Regions from separate parts of the Acanthopagrus latus genome. Here region 2 is linked to region 1. A link is a contact called in public Hi-C data. All regions are on one chromosome and are shown on one strand. The core of a region is the stretch at or near the end of the contact, and the rest is flanking DNA. Distances in the headings are between cores, read along the strand shown.

Region 1 (7,519 bases), core at 2,476-4,975:
AATTAGTTAAATGCTTTATAACTATTTCTGTGACACTTGTGGTCCTCCATACTTCGCAGAATGCACAGTGAGGATAAATTGTATGGTGCTATGTAAGACTAATAACACTAATAGCATAAACTTTGTTTTAGTGATGTACCATTAGACTAGAGCAGCTTCTTCCCTCAGCTGTGAGACTCCTCATTTCATCCTCAGCACACTGCCATGAAATACAGTTTTTATTTCATGACTTCTCTGACCATTTGATAGATGTTTGTGGTGGTCTCATTTGCTTATGTAGATCATATAGAAGTATCAGTAAGTTCCTTAAATTGCATCTAAGTCAATTGAAAAATGCAGGCATTTGACCTTCTATTGATTTTAAATAGAAGCTCTATATAAAAACTAATTCAGGCTTCCTTGCTCAGCATCCCGAGGCCCCACAACAAAAGAGAGACATTCCTAAAGAAGCTTTAGTTGCAGCGAGAGCAGGAAGACAGGTCAGGACTGCACCTGTGCAGGTGTAGGAGCGGCCTCACAGTCTGCCTCAGGACAGGTTACACCCTGGACGCTCCCCTCTCTTATCTGGAGCTTACAGAAGTGGGAGAGACAGGCCCGGCAGAAGATGTGGCCACACTCAGGCAGCTGCACGCAGTCCAGACCGAGAAAGCCCTGAAAACACACACCACAGTCAAACACTGTGGCGGCAAACTGTTTCTGCTGCTGGGCCGCATCATAGATCAAGATCTGGGAGAGGAGAGCTTGTGAGGGAGTCAGGGAGAAACCAGAGAGGGTTTGGTCTCCATTTTGAGGGGGTTCTCTTGGCAGAGCTGCAGCTCCTTGCTTACTTTCATCAGGTGGGCCTGAGGAGCTGGAGGGAAGCAAAACACTCCCTTCATTTAAGAAATCTTCCTGGCTGGTTTGTTTAGGCTGATCATCCTGGCAGCCAGCCTTAATCTCCGAAGTTTGGAGGGTCTGTTCAGCTTCCAGTGCCAATGCAGAGAGGTCCAGACTTTGAGTATCTGCCGGTGCTGTGGTCGGAGTGTGTTTGTTATTCTTTGGTTTTGAGAGTGCAACATCTAATGAGTCCTGGCTACAGTTCTGTGTGCTGCTGTCACCCGAGGGGAGCTCCAGCAGAGTATTGATGTCCAGGAACCTGAGGGCATCTTCCTTGAGAAACTGCACCCAGCTGAAGAGCACCACAGCGCCTCTGGTGGCCTTGAAGAGATCGGTGAGCTGAGCACTCAGTGCAGAGAGCTGCAGGAGGAGAGGGCAAACAGACTGATGTAATCTTCACTGACCCTCTGCAATCAAAAGTAATCTCTCTGGCTCAGTCACCGGCAGGTTGTAAATGCAACCAATGATGTTTGAATTGACCCACTTCGCTTCTACTGATTACCTGTGAGTGTGTCAGCCAGCTGCAGGTGAGGGTGAAGGAGGGAGGAGAGGAGGATGGGTAGTCCTCAGGGAGCCCAAAGGTCAGAAGGAGAGGAGGGAGGAACGATATCTCGTACTGGCTCAGCGTTTCACCTAAGAGACATGCACAGAGTTAATAAACAATAACCAAAGACACATTTTTTTTGTTCACCTTCTTTTTCTGGTGTGGACACACCTACGCATCCGCACTTATCACTTAGTTTTAGTCTCGACTCTAAGTTTGAGGTTTTTTTGTTTTGTTTTGTTTTGTTTTGTTTTTTGGGGGGGGGGGGGGGGGGGTTTATCATATTTTTTCTAAACATGATTTTTATTTTATAAAATAAATATATAATATTTTGATAATTAATCAGTGCTGAAATGTAACGACATTTACCTTTACGTTTTACATTTACTACTGTTTATAGAAATGACCTCGCAATGTGGCTCTTTTAATTTTCCGCGCACAGGTATATTGTGCACAGTATGAAAACATCATATTATCAATACTGACATTTAAAGCTCCACAGCCTTGTTCCCAACTCGGCCTGTTTACCTTCTTTCAGAGCCACAGTGAAGGCGGAAGGCAGCTCGACACACACTCGGAGTTCTCCGGCAAACTTCGACTCATCCCGGAGAAACTCATCCGAACCAAAGATACTGTGGAGAGCGAGCAGTTCGTCCTCCTGCTCCTGGATGTCCGCGCCCATTCCTCTCGCTCCCAAACACCGGGGCAGACTGCACTTCCTCCTCCTCCTCCTCCTCGCTCTGGTTGTTAAAAAATAGTATTTAGTTTTCCTGCTGGACGTTAATTTCGCGCTGTAGTTTGGAGTTCCCTGTTAAGTCTCGCGCCGTTCTGAGTCAGTGGGTCTGGTCTGTTCCTGGTCTGAGGTCGGTGCCCGTCTCTCTGTTGACTCACGTGCCTGACGCAAGGCTCAGCCTACAGCGGTAACTACAGTCTACAGTGCTGGTGTTACTGTAATGCAAAACAGGTCAACGTCAATCACGATGAGTCATTTAAAGAACTCATATTATTCTCTGTTTCTACAAGTTAACCTAGTTCCCTGGAGTCCTAATGAAATGTCTGTGACATGCTTTTTGGTCAATATATCATAAGGATGAAGCACAGTAGCAGTTCGTAACAGTTTAATAACCCTGCCAAAACAGCCTTGTTCACAACAGTCGGTTTTGAGTGCCTGTCTCTTTAAATGCAAATGAGAAACAGGTACTTCTTCGGAGGTGTGCCGACGCAGGCACGCTCATGCTACCATGGCAACAGTTGAGCATGAACACTGGGAGAAACTTTACCCTTAAGAATCACAACCAACCACTGCGCATCCAAACAAGCACAAGATATTTGTGTGACTTCTGCATTAAGAAATAATACAAATGTCACAGAAATGTTTTGCCAGTGAGGTATAAAAATAGTGACAGTGAAAGAGGTAAAGAAGAGGGAAAGTACATATTAGAATGCGGAATAAACAATAGTCAAATTTAACGTAATAATTTATTCATGCTGTACGTAAGTATAATTCCTGAGGCCGTCACCTTGCACTTTACTTGAGTATTTCCATTTTATGCTACTTCATAATTCACATCATGTCAGAGGCAAATTGCCTACTGTAGGCCACTTTGTACTCCAGTGCATGCATTTGTTGTGGTAATATCCAAATGTTACTGTCTGTTGACTGGACATTGAAGTTGTTTTCACATGTTGCTGTGGTGACTGTTTACATTCCTCCCTTTGGTAATATATATCACATACGACATCATCCACTCCACCACAGCCTGGTCACAGACTCAACACCCGGCACGTTCATCTCTATCTTGGGTGGATTCGACCACGTCACCATGGTTACAGCTGCATACGGCTTGCTGTGTGCCAACGTGGAGAATGCATACAGCTCCTCTCCCTCTACAGTTCAGCACCAACTTGGGAGTTGAGCGTGCCACCATCTACCTGCTCAACTGTGTTTACGCCCACCTTGAGTTTGATGTATCAGGGAAGGTACTGAGGATGACTTCAGGACCACTGTGGACAACTTGTCGTGAGCGGAACCATCTACAGCTCAGTGTGACAAAGACCGAGGACTGGTTGTGGACCTGAGGAGGACCAAGGTGCTGTTGACCCCTGTTTACATCCAGGGGGTCAGTGTGGACATTGTGGAGGAAGGGACAGAGTCATCTCTATTTCCTGAGATAACTTTTCTGGTCCTTAAACATCTGCCGGACTATGCTCTGGATGTTTTGGCCAGTGCTGTCCGCTATGCTGTGGTGTGCTGGTGCTTCCTTTTTAAGAAAACACATCTCTCTATAAAAGCAGTGTGTGTGTGTGTGTGTGTGTGTGTGTGTGTGTGTGTGTGTGTGTGTGTGTGAGTCTGTTCCTCAAATATCTCTGCAGATCAGGATCAGACTGACCTGAGAGTTTCCACATGGCTGCTGCTTGGTTCAAGGTTGTGCAACATTGCATTTGTTTGGACTGAATGATACCGTTAATAATTTATTTTGTAAATGCTTTACCAATTCGTCCAGCATTGCTAACTGTAGTCACCGCAACAGAGCCAATCACTGCAGAGCCCAAACCCATGACAACAAGCGGATTTATACCTGCAGCGGCGCGAGCTGGACCGGGATTTTGCCGGTGGTTCAGTCCTGTTATGTTCTGTGCATCTAAATTGACTGTTGTGGATTAATGAGTTCGGATCGAGTCTGTTTGGGTCTGAGGAGATCTGGAGACGCGCGGACAAAAAAGTGGAATCGGAATCTGCGGACTTAGGGTAAATGATGTCCACCACACTTTTTTGCGTACATTTTCTTCACGTTTGCTTTGTGTCCAAGCAGTAGTTTGGTTGTTGAGGAACAGGGGAAGTTGTGGGAGGGACGTAGGCGGATGAATGACAGAATGACAGTGTATAGTTAGTGTGTTATGTAGTGTTCGGTGTAGTGTGTTTAGTGTGTAGTAGAGTCAGTTTTTTGTTTAATGAGTCAAAACAATGAGACTGCTGAATGTGGAACAGGCAGTGCAGCTCCTCATTCAGGTCCATTGTGTTAATACAGTATGTCAAAATAAAAAACATAACTGTACAGTCACACATGTGAGGTCGTGCTGAAAATAATGACACCAAATATACCTTGGAATATCGGATTTCACAACAAACCTAAATATCCCTGATGTCCCACCTTCAAACAAAGCCTCATTTGGTCGTCCATGAAATAGCTACTTAACCTCCCACTTCTCTATAGGAATACATACTTCCTACAGGCACTGCACTAGTTTCATAAAACACATTTCTTGCAGGTTGTAAATTAAATCATATATTGTCTGTTGTGAATCAATCGCTGTTCACGTGAGGTGAAGAGTAAGTCTGGCTGCATGCTTCATGGGGAGGGGCAGACGCAGACCTGACGCTGCTGCGTGACGTACTCACGCCTATAGCCTCGCTGGGGGAGATGGAATTGGCTAAAAGTAAACTTGCCACAGGTGAATTCACCCTTGAGGAAAACAATGCAGGCACGTGGGGGCTGGGTTCAGGCCGAGTTCGGGCAGACAATTCATGCTGGTGTGTCGGGCTGCCTCGGGTTATCAAAAAAAAAATGTAGTGGATTAAAAAGTATTTGCATCCAAAATATGGCGAAGTTGAAGTTGCAGAAAATGCTCATATCTAAATACTTCAAGGTATACTTAAGTACACTACTTGTTTGTAGTTTTATTCCACCACTGGTAATTAGTAGAGTTGTTCCGATTCCGATATCAGTATCAGAACTGCCTCCAATAATGCCCAAAATGCTGGCATCGGTATCAGCGAGTACTGGAGTCCAGGCACCAATCTGATACCACGTAATTTATTATTTGTTAAATACTGGACTATTTAAAAATGTATCGTTATCGGCTGTTACCCACAGTAAAAGTGTCGGAATTGGTATCGGGAGGGAAAAAATAGTATCGGAACATCGCTAGTTGTTGGTTATTTTTCTGATTATGATGTTGGATAAAAAAAGCACAATTCACTGATTAAACGCCTTTGGCCTGTTTGTCATTCCGCTCTTAATCTCTCAGGTTTCATTTAAAGGTTTCAGTCAAATGTTTTTAGTATAAAGTATTCACACAAATGCGAACTGTTTTTTACTCTTTGAAAAAACAAAAACAAAAACCTCCTCTTCCCCACTGATAATCTCATGTCCCTCAGATTCACTTGTCACGTGTCATCTTGGAGAGTCCTGAATCAGTCTTTACAAGTTGCTGTTGCTACATCTTTTCCAACCCAACCCTACACAACAAGTGTTTGTGTCTGTGTGCAACTACTTGACCTGCCTTTAATTGTCCCCCGGGGACAAATGAAATTATTTGAATTGAATTGAATTGAATTGAAGTATAATGTTTGTCCTGATGGTGGCACCACAGGAAAAGCCATTTCAGCTCAGTGTTACAGCTGACCCTGTGAAGAGGTGAAGGAAAGCCCACAGTGAGTGACTAAAGAAAGAAATGATTCATTCTGTGTGGGGAATGAATGTTCCGAGAACCGATTTTGATATTCACTGTGTCCAAAAGGACAACTTGACCTGATGGTGGTGGTGTCAGAAAAACATGCAACGGTCACATAGGGTAGCACGAGTCAATCTTGTGGTACCATAAACATTATCATAATCAGCAAATGTCATTATAGTCCAGTCAGTACCTATCAGGGTAACTTTCTCTGGACCAAAGCATTGGGCAGACTGGCTTAATGTATCGACCTTCACTGGAAGGGGTTAGGGCAAGCCAAAAGGTACCTGATAATAAGTGACAATTTTCATCATATTAGGAACAACTAGTAATTGTGTGCACATTTATTCTTCACTTACATTTACAGTATAATGCTAGGTTGATTAGAGGTACAGGGATTGGGCAAGAAAAGATCCCATATGCGATACTTAACTGCTAACTTCAGCTTTAAATTCAAGTTCAGTCTTGATTTGGGAACAGGAGTTTGATAAAGAAAACAAGTCTGAACACTTTCACTTACAAGATTTTTTTTTTTTTTTCTGGAGCTTTTAACCACATCTCAAGGTCTTCCACACCAATTGGAGTTGGCTCCTTATAGAAGTTATAAGTTGTCATCACATGATTTTATTACAAGGGCAGCTGAATCATCTTCATGACTACTGAAACGACTTCGGCTGTTGATGAACACTTTGAGATCAAGTTAACAGCATTGGAATTGAGATGCAATTGAAAGCTCTGGAAAAGTGGAACATACAACTATTGTTGTACTTTCTTACTTATTAACTCGCAAAGCTAATGTTTAATCCATTGAAGATTAACAACAGCAAGAGTGTTAGTCTGAACATTTTCATATGACAGAAGTCAAATGCAGAAATCTGCAACTGGTTCCTAACGCAGCCATTCAGTGTTTGCAGACAGTATTAGACTATGTTACAATATTAGAACTGTAAACCTACAGGTATAAATAAGAAATGATCGTGGCACAAAATATGTCATCATTATTCTGCTTAATATGAAGTTAAGACTCCAGAGAAATAAGTCATATAACAGAAGTGGACTGTAATATTAGGTAGATAAAGTTGCACTTCAGTGTCCATCAGTTGCAGCTGTAGTTTTCATTTGGGTTGATTTTGCTCCCCAAAACCTTTTCTGCCATGCTCATGGGCTTGGGGACTCTTTGGGATTTAAACTTGACACTCAAGGGCTGGGAGACGGTTTTGGAATCTACCATGACAGTCAGGGGCCTTGGTCTTCTTTGGGATTTATACATAACATTCTTCTGGATGCCTTTAGCAGATGCTGGATTAAGAGAGACAAACAGTCAAAGCATTTACATCCATAAGACAAAACCACATTTTCGAGATAATCTACATCATCCAGAGCATGACTTCATCTACCTACATCAAGGATTCAAAAAACACAATGGGAAAGTAAAAAAAAAGGGGTAGGCTTTGGATGCTGGTTTTGTTTGGGTTTGCTGGGTTCTAAGTGTTGGACAGAGTAGCCCTGATACCCACCTGACACCAGGACACACTCATCCTTGTGTAGTTTATCCCAGGCTTTCAGTTTGCAGCTCCTGGAGCAGTAGTAGACCTTGTGGCAGCGGCTACAAGGGGTCAGCACCACAGACACAGAGCGACCGCA
Region 2 (7,519 bases), core at 1,904-4,403, 160 kb before region 1:
ACTTGCATGTTATTTTAAAAGTAATAACAAACAAATTATATAATGTTGAAATATGACAATTACAGGGGCTGTGTATCCTTCATTAATATTTTTCCATTTTAATTTCTTTAATAATTACTACTTACCTACTTTCACACAAGTATATTATCAATGCATGACTGTGCACAGGATTTATGTTGCATGGAAATACTTCTAAAAGCAGAAGCAGTGTATAATAACTTGACTATCAGATGTTTTAAATGTACTACTTGAAGCCCAAAGGCCACACATGCAGGATTCCTACCCTTATCTGTGCAGTATGCCGAACAATTTGAGCCTGCTAGCCTACAGCATTTAATATGACAAGCACTTAAAAGGTAGAAGTATAACAGAGGTTGGATTCAATGCAGAGCTGGGAAGGCAGCCAGACTTTATCTGGTCCCTTACCATCCATTTCCATGACAGACATGAAGGGCATTGTGGATCACAGGCCAGCAGACTGTCTGAGGAATAAAGATGTGCCTTAAGCCGTGCGTGACCCCAGTACATGATCAGACTCATGCTTTCTGAGGCCTTATGTATATTGAATTACTTCAGCGAAGATAATGTGCGATGCATGACTTCCAGACATAAACAACAGGGAGATATTCTGTAGAATACAAACAGAAGTAGGCCGCAAGAGAATTTGTTTCTCATCTCAACAGAGTGTTTCGTATTAAACTCCAAACAGAGGGATTAAGTTGGTGTGTTTTGTTTTTCCCCCCCTGTATATGAGAAGCCCGGTCTGGTTCAAACAAAACATCACTACTTTTAGCCGCCTTGTAACCTTTTTGGAGATTACCTCTGATTTTGCAGCGTCATTAGGGAAGGATTTTCTCAGGCCCTGAAACAGCTGACATTTATAGATGAGAGGGTTTTTCTATCTTAACACCAACAACGTGCATGCCCCTGCCAACCCTTCACATTCTCGCAAGAGCGCCGCAATGTATCCAAGCCAGCTGTGAGGTGGGAGCTCCCAGATGTTGCTGCTGAAGTGGCGTTATGTAAATCAGGGTAACCTAGAGATTACCCTGACGGTCACATGGGTAGGACCACTGGGCTCGGGACTGGCACACAAACAGAGACAGATAGCGGATTACCTGCAGGATTTGCGGAGTAATGCTGTCTTTTTCAAATGAGTGAGGGATATTTCTGCTTTTGCTCGACATACTGTGGAAATAACACAAAAAAGGCATGTGACTCTGGCTATTGTGTGTGACAGATGAGTGAGGCTTGAACCCGGAGATGTTGCAAACACTGTGGCACACTCAGTGCCTTACCCTGCTGACTCACAGAGTGGCCTTAAGCTCTTTTAATCCTGGAGATAAATGCGTGTTGGTGGCGTTTGACTTCGCTTCTCTGTTTTTTGTTTTTTTTTTCCTGGCTTTTAAAACGGCTTTCACGATGGAGGGGCCAGTATGGGGACGAGGTTTGTGTGGCGGTGAGCTGAGTCACATGAGCACCTTACGGAGGAAACGTGAGGGTGCTGAGAATGATGCAAAAACATGCAAATGCTGTATGTTTCTCGATTTCAGTCAGGAGGCCAGAAAGAGGGAGAATAAAACCCCTTGAGTGCTGGGCAGCTGCAGCCATTCTGCTCCAGACATCGCTGCTGGAATACATTGATTTCACTGATTACACTGCATCCTCCTGCCACTGACGGGAACATCTCTTCAGTGTTTTCAATCGCGGAGAGCATATTGACTCAATTCAGAGAGAACACAGCACAGACAGATTTTCCGCGCACTTACATTTTCAACCGTCCGAGCATGTCTCATCCTCCCTGTGTGGTAGCTGTCGTTTATTGTCTGTACATTATTGACCTATTGGCTGTGCTGCAGCCAAGTCTCAGAGGAGGGAGGGAACAGGAATGAATTAATCACCGGGACAGCGCCACTAATACGAGGATGACCTCACTTTATGTGAGATGCCTTACAAGAGACATTACGGAGCCACAGAGTGACTGGATGGCGTCACTGACAGACTGTGGAGAAAGAGACAAGCGGGGCTATGAATGACTGTGTAAGGGAGAGTTTTTCAGCTCATATTCAGTCAGGAGTCATTCCAGGAGATGACAAACAAATTCTCTTTGGCTTAAGATATCTAAAACACTCTTGGAGTAAGCAAATCCTCTTTAAGTCTCCACCACTCTGTTGGCAGAGAGTATTCACTAAAAGTGCCCAGTAAGCAATCTAGATATGACTCAGAGCCCTGCATTCTAACTATTTGGTGTATACAGTATAAGTGGCTGAGAAGACTCTGCAGTTTCATAGCACCACTGCAATATATACAGTACATCTTCATGTGGTGTACGTCCAGGGCCCTTCAGCACATTATGAAGAAGACAAACATAAATAAAAAAGAAGTGAGACAGCAACATGTGCCCTCATTTCTGCTCCACAGCTACACACAATGTTCAAATGGTTACTTATTGTAGGTTTTGCTGGTCACTGACATTCTGCAAATGTTCTTACTATAGACATGGGCGGATTAACTGGCTGGGAGACCCGGGGCAAAAATGATTCTCTGGGTCTCCATTAGGAGTATCAGAGGAAATGGTATAAAAATCAGCTGATCCAAAAATGAGATTTCGCCACCCTCAAAATACACTGTCCTTCAGACTTTTTTTTACTTGTCAGAGTAAAACAAGCACACAGGCTAATAATACCACCATTTGAGGGCCCCAGTCGGCCATGACGGTTTGAGCCAGCATAAACTAAACTAAAGCAGCTGAGAGGATTTCAGCCATTATTAGTTTCATCATGGAGCCCTTATCATGGAGCATTTATCAAGTTTGTAATACAGCCTTGTTTATTACTATCCACATCTGTATTGTATAAACATCATGGACTTGTTGCATTCATGCATTTAAATCAGGGCTGCCCAAAGATAGCCTGCTGTGAGGTTCAATTTGTTCCCAGTGAAAACATAAATAAATGTTTGCAGTTTTTGTGTGCAATAAAATACTCGTGCAATAAATATCTATCTATCTATCTATCTATCTATCTATCTATCTATCTATCTATCTATCTATCTATCTATCTATCTATCTATCTATCTATCTATCCTTTTTTTTTTTTGGTGACTGCAGACAGGCAGGGGGCGTTGAGAGGCCGCTAGAGAGCTGCCACTGTCTGCTCAGAGCAGTGTACTGGCAGGGTAAGACTGATCGTGGCAGAGCAGAGATGTAGTGCAGCTTGCTGGGACTCCGTGGTCAGTCGTCTGTCACTTTTACCGGGGATCATTTGTCCAACATCAACACGGAATGGGAAAGACCGGATTTATTGTTTTGCATAGTTACACTGCATGAATGTGTCGCGTAATGCGACTGAGAAGAGCTGCCTTCGGGGGGAATTATTTATGGTTCGGGACGGTTTTGTTGGAGTAGCTAGTTGCTAGCGCTGGGCTAGCGACTCTGCTGGCTACTTCGAACGTATTTTCGCAAGGATGCTACGGTGGATACGACAGCAGCTGGTAAAACTGCTCTCTTACCTTTTTTCATAGCGCTAGGACGCAATATCTTACAAAAGCAGTTACTTAACACGGGGTTTGTCAAACGGAAATCTTTATGAACTTTATTTCGGTGGCATTTAGCAAGCTAACCCAACTAGCTAGCTGTTGCCGATGTGTCCAAAACATTGTTGACTGTCTCGCTGTGATGACAGTCAGGTGTAGGTTGGGTTAGCTACCTTCCCAGTTAGCTGCCGTTAATTAGCTGACACAGGTCTGACAAAGCTATTTGAGTCGAGACCTAAACACACCAGGGTTAAGTTTTAGGTGTAGTTGTTACTTGATAGAAGTTTTCTAAAACGTTTGCCATTGTAAAAATGCTCACTGAGAGTTAACAGTTAACTAAGTTAACGCTACCTAGCTGGCTAAGAAACTTGAGCGTTAACGTCAGCGTTGCTAACTTCTCGTCGTCCAACGTGAAGTCCTCAGGAGTTGTTTTATTCTTACTGACTATTCTTAATCGTGTCAAGAGCACCGACAAACTAACTTTAACAGCTCTTTAGATATTAATGTCAATTCTGAAGCTTAATAACTTATTTATTATCTGTCATTTTTAACTTTCGTAATACCTTTAGATCGGCTAAATGTCTCTAAGTGAGTTCTCAGTGCATATCTGTATGTACTGGCTACTAGGATTTAAAGTCGACGGTGTTTTAATGATCGCATATGGTCAACGGTGGAAATCATTCTGTGTTTGCTGTAATCACCTGTTGTTTGCCTACAAACACGGCTGTGTGTTGACGCATTGACAGTTAAAGGCGTACAATGGCCAGAACATTTAAAGGACAATAATGGTCCATGTCAGGCTAATCAATCCTGTTCGATTTGGGGTAATATTGGGGGGGTGAATATGGTAATAACTACCTTGGTTTTAACTGATGTTGCCAGTACAGAGAGGGAGTCACTGGGGCCTAGACGATAGACTGAGGTGTGTTTTATGCTGGAGGAATGAATGATTTGTTTTTGGTCGTGCTGCATTGACATAATGGTTATATGCTAGTATTTATGTTTGTCAAAGTAGGGTTTAAAGTTTTTATAGGAAGTAGCTCCAGTCTAAATCAGAGTTGTGTGACCAGTGGAGGAAGAGTGCGAGCTTGTGATAGGGGCATACCCATGGGAACGAATGAATGAATGAATGAGAGCATATTATCATATTAGTCACACATTGGTCAAACAGTTGATGGCACCACAAGGCAGTGAGTTTAATCAATGTTAAGGTGTTTCTGAGTTCCCATGTCTTCTGTCACTGAGTACACCCTGTGCTTGAGGTTAGGTTAGAGAGACTCTCCTGCAGCTGTAAGTTTGTCATTCTGTTCTTAAAAGTTTCCTACATGCTGTCGGGGGTTAATTTTGGCCTTCGCTATTGTTGGGAGTACCATAGAGAGTTACACTTGATAAAAGCGGTAGCCGCCCTCCTCCTAATTTGAGATAGCCGGTTATTTTGACCCACCCTGTATAATTGACCTGCCCAGTTAATTAAAAGTGTAATTAAAATGCATCTTAATACAACTGTGCTAATGAAAAAGTTAGTGTGGGGCATTTGTCTGACCTTGATATCAGCTGAAAAGTCATGCAGCGATGTTTTTCCCGTCACATATGGCTTATCAGTTTCTTTCTAGTGATACTGGTCCACATTAAGAAGCAGGAAGGGTGAGGGTGAGGGTGAGAGAGTGTTCACTGAAAGTGTGGCAGGTTTTTAATGCCACTCCTCTTCCATCAGCAGTGCTGACATACTAGTAATGCTGCATTTACATCAGAAGAGAGCTACCATAATTACAGTGCAAGCAACAGTTGCAACTGGGAACAGCCCTAGACATCTTGTTCTTCCAGTATGACATGGAGATTTTTGTTCACTCCAGCATTTCCAATGAAGAATCACAATTTGCAGTGTAGACATAATTGCTCGGCATTTCCCAAAGCATAGCAAGTTTCTACATTGATTATCTACCTCCCAAGCAGCACTCAGTCCATACTTACATGGGATAAAAATTAACTCACATGTTCAGAATTCCGCAGCCTTTTCAGTGCTAGACACTACCAAATTCACGTAACTAAAGTTATGTATTATACAGGTATATTGTTTGTGTACTCTGATATTGCTTGGGCTTATTTCACTTGTGTAACGCTTTTCTGCTGCAAGGCCTAGTATGGCTGATGCAGGATTTTGGATGATTGCGCTAGGGTTAAGAGTATTCAAAATAGTCATTGCTAACCACTGCATTATCAAGCAAAAACAGTTTTATAAGACAAACAAAAAGAGATGATTAATTATTATTATGAATTCATCTGCGTCTCAATCAGGTTTCAGTCTCTGAAAGCTTAAATGAAAATAAAACTTTAGCTGTGTGATGTAAGAAGTGGGTAATAGAGATGGTCATGTAAATCAATGTTAATTGTATATTACATACCATCATACATTTTAGCCTGTTAAGCTAACAGGATGTCGAACCCGTTTGTTGTCTCATTCAGGATCATTCTCAGTTATTGCTGCCACAACCCTAATAATCCACTGTAACCAAGCAGAAAAGCTAAGATAATTATGTAGCCCATGAAATCCTTGATAAAGTTAATTTTCTTATCATATGTAGCACTGCTTCTGGCTTTTCATTTCTTGCCACACTTTGTTATGCTTGGTAGCCTGTACTCATGTTAGTATTGCTGTTGTCATCAGTACCATTTATCGTCAATAGCGGTACCTACTGCCCCTGACTATGGATAGTCTGTTGTTCTGTCTTCCTCTTTATGTCGCACTACTTCTTCATCACTTGCTCTTCATTCAACACCCCCTCTCTCCCTTTCCATCTCCAATTAGCTCATCCCATTTGATTAAATGTGTTATAGTCAATGATACAGTGTTTTGCCTTAGATGTGATGCATTAGTCTGTCGCCGAGCTATTGTTCTCAGCCACGATTCCCCCAAGGCACTGTGGGACCTGTAGACCTTATTCAGGGAGTAATTACCTGTCGCCCTACAAATTGATGGGGACACGAGAGTCATGAGTCAAAATAAAAATAAAAAATTATTATTATAATTATTATTTGTATTATTTCACCTGCGGAAAGTATGCACAAGAAATGGAATGGTGCCCCTTATATGTGCCAGTCATGCCTATACATCAGCCAAGTATGACATCACCCCTATACAGTTTTCAGACATTTCTTTTATTTCCAGCTATAGGCAGTCCCAAAACACTGAAGCTAACATTCTTACCATCAAGCTAAGACTTTGGTTCATCAACATTACTGTTGGTCTCCAAATGTCAAGGTTGTTGGATAAATCTGAAAAATCTGGTAGTATGAAAAAGTCATAATAAGTCATACAGTTAAATGATAGGATGTGTGTCTTGGAAATCATCAATAAGCTCCATCCATCACTCGTGTGCTATAGCATGTTTTATACATCTTAAAGTGAACACAGCATGGCACTCTCTACATGTAGCATAATTGTATTCTCATTGTCATTATATAAGACTAATATGCTGACAAAACCAAAATATTGTGGGCCATTATTGTCTTCTATATGATGCGTATGTACATACATCCTGGTGTCACATAGCAAAGCAACAACAGGAAGACCGCACACATTGTGGGAGAAAATTTTTCTGTAACCCTATAGCATAGCATAGCATAGCATAGCATAGCATAGCATAACACCTTACTAAATAGTTTCTTCTTATCCATTGTTCTAAATAAAGAAATACGGCAACAGCAAAAGGTAAGGATGGAGGTTGAGCTGCCAAAGGAACTCCAACAGAAGCCTGAGAGTGGATTTTATTTACTTAACCTTTGTAGGAAATAGTTGAAACTATAAGTTAAAGCAAGCGACAAACTAATAAATAAATAATGCCTGTATTGACGTACCATAGCCTTTTCTCTGGAAAGATTTTAAGAGGGGTTGAGACTAAATAATAGGACAATAGTAGGAGGTGTTGCAGGCGGGGCGCACATCTAGCCACAGTTGGTATGGTGCTGTACTAAATGGTGTATTTTG

The links. Hi-C and Micro-C count contacts between places; a contact is called where the count stands out from the background.
Region 2: a Hi-C map of muscle shows a contact between it and region 1, with 3 times the contacts expected there. The contact joins the promoter of atp11b here to the promoter of LOC119029335 in region 1. A contact is called at or near these places in 2 of 4 Hi-C or Micro-C datasets (liver and muscle).

Annotation. Positions count from the first base shown.
Region 1 is chr11:25,380,119-25,387,637 of fAcaLat1.1, reverse strand. It overlaps LOC119029335 (E3 ubiquitin-protein ligase RNF14-like), which reads right to left and starts at 3,725. Exons shown (of 7, transcript XM_037116112.1): 1 at 1,907-3,725; 2 at 1,379-1,509; 3 at 493-1,236. The coding sequence starts at 2,102. It overlaps ankmy1 (ankyrin repeat and MYND domain-containing protein 1), which reads right to left. Exons shown (of 19, transcript XM_037115904.1): 18 at 7,393-7,519; 19 at 6,205-7,174. The coding sequence ends at 6,972.
Region 2 is chr11:25,536,853-25,544,371 of fAcaLat1.1, reverse strand. atp11b (probable phospholipid-transporting ATPase IF) reads left to right here and starts at 3,153. Exons shown (of 31, transcript XR_005077667.1): 1 at 3,153-3,492.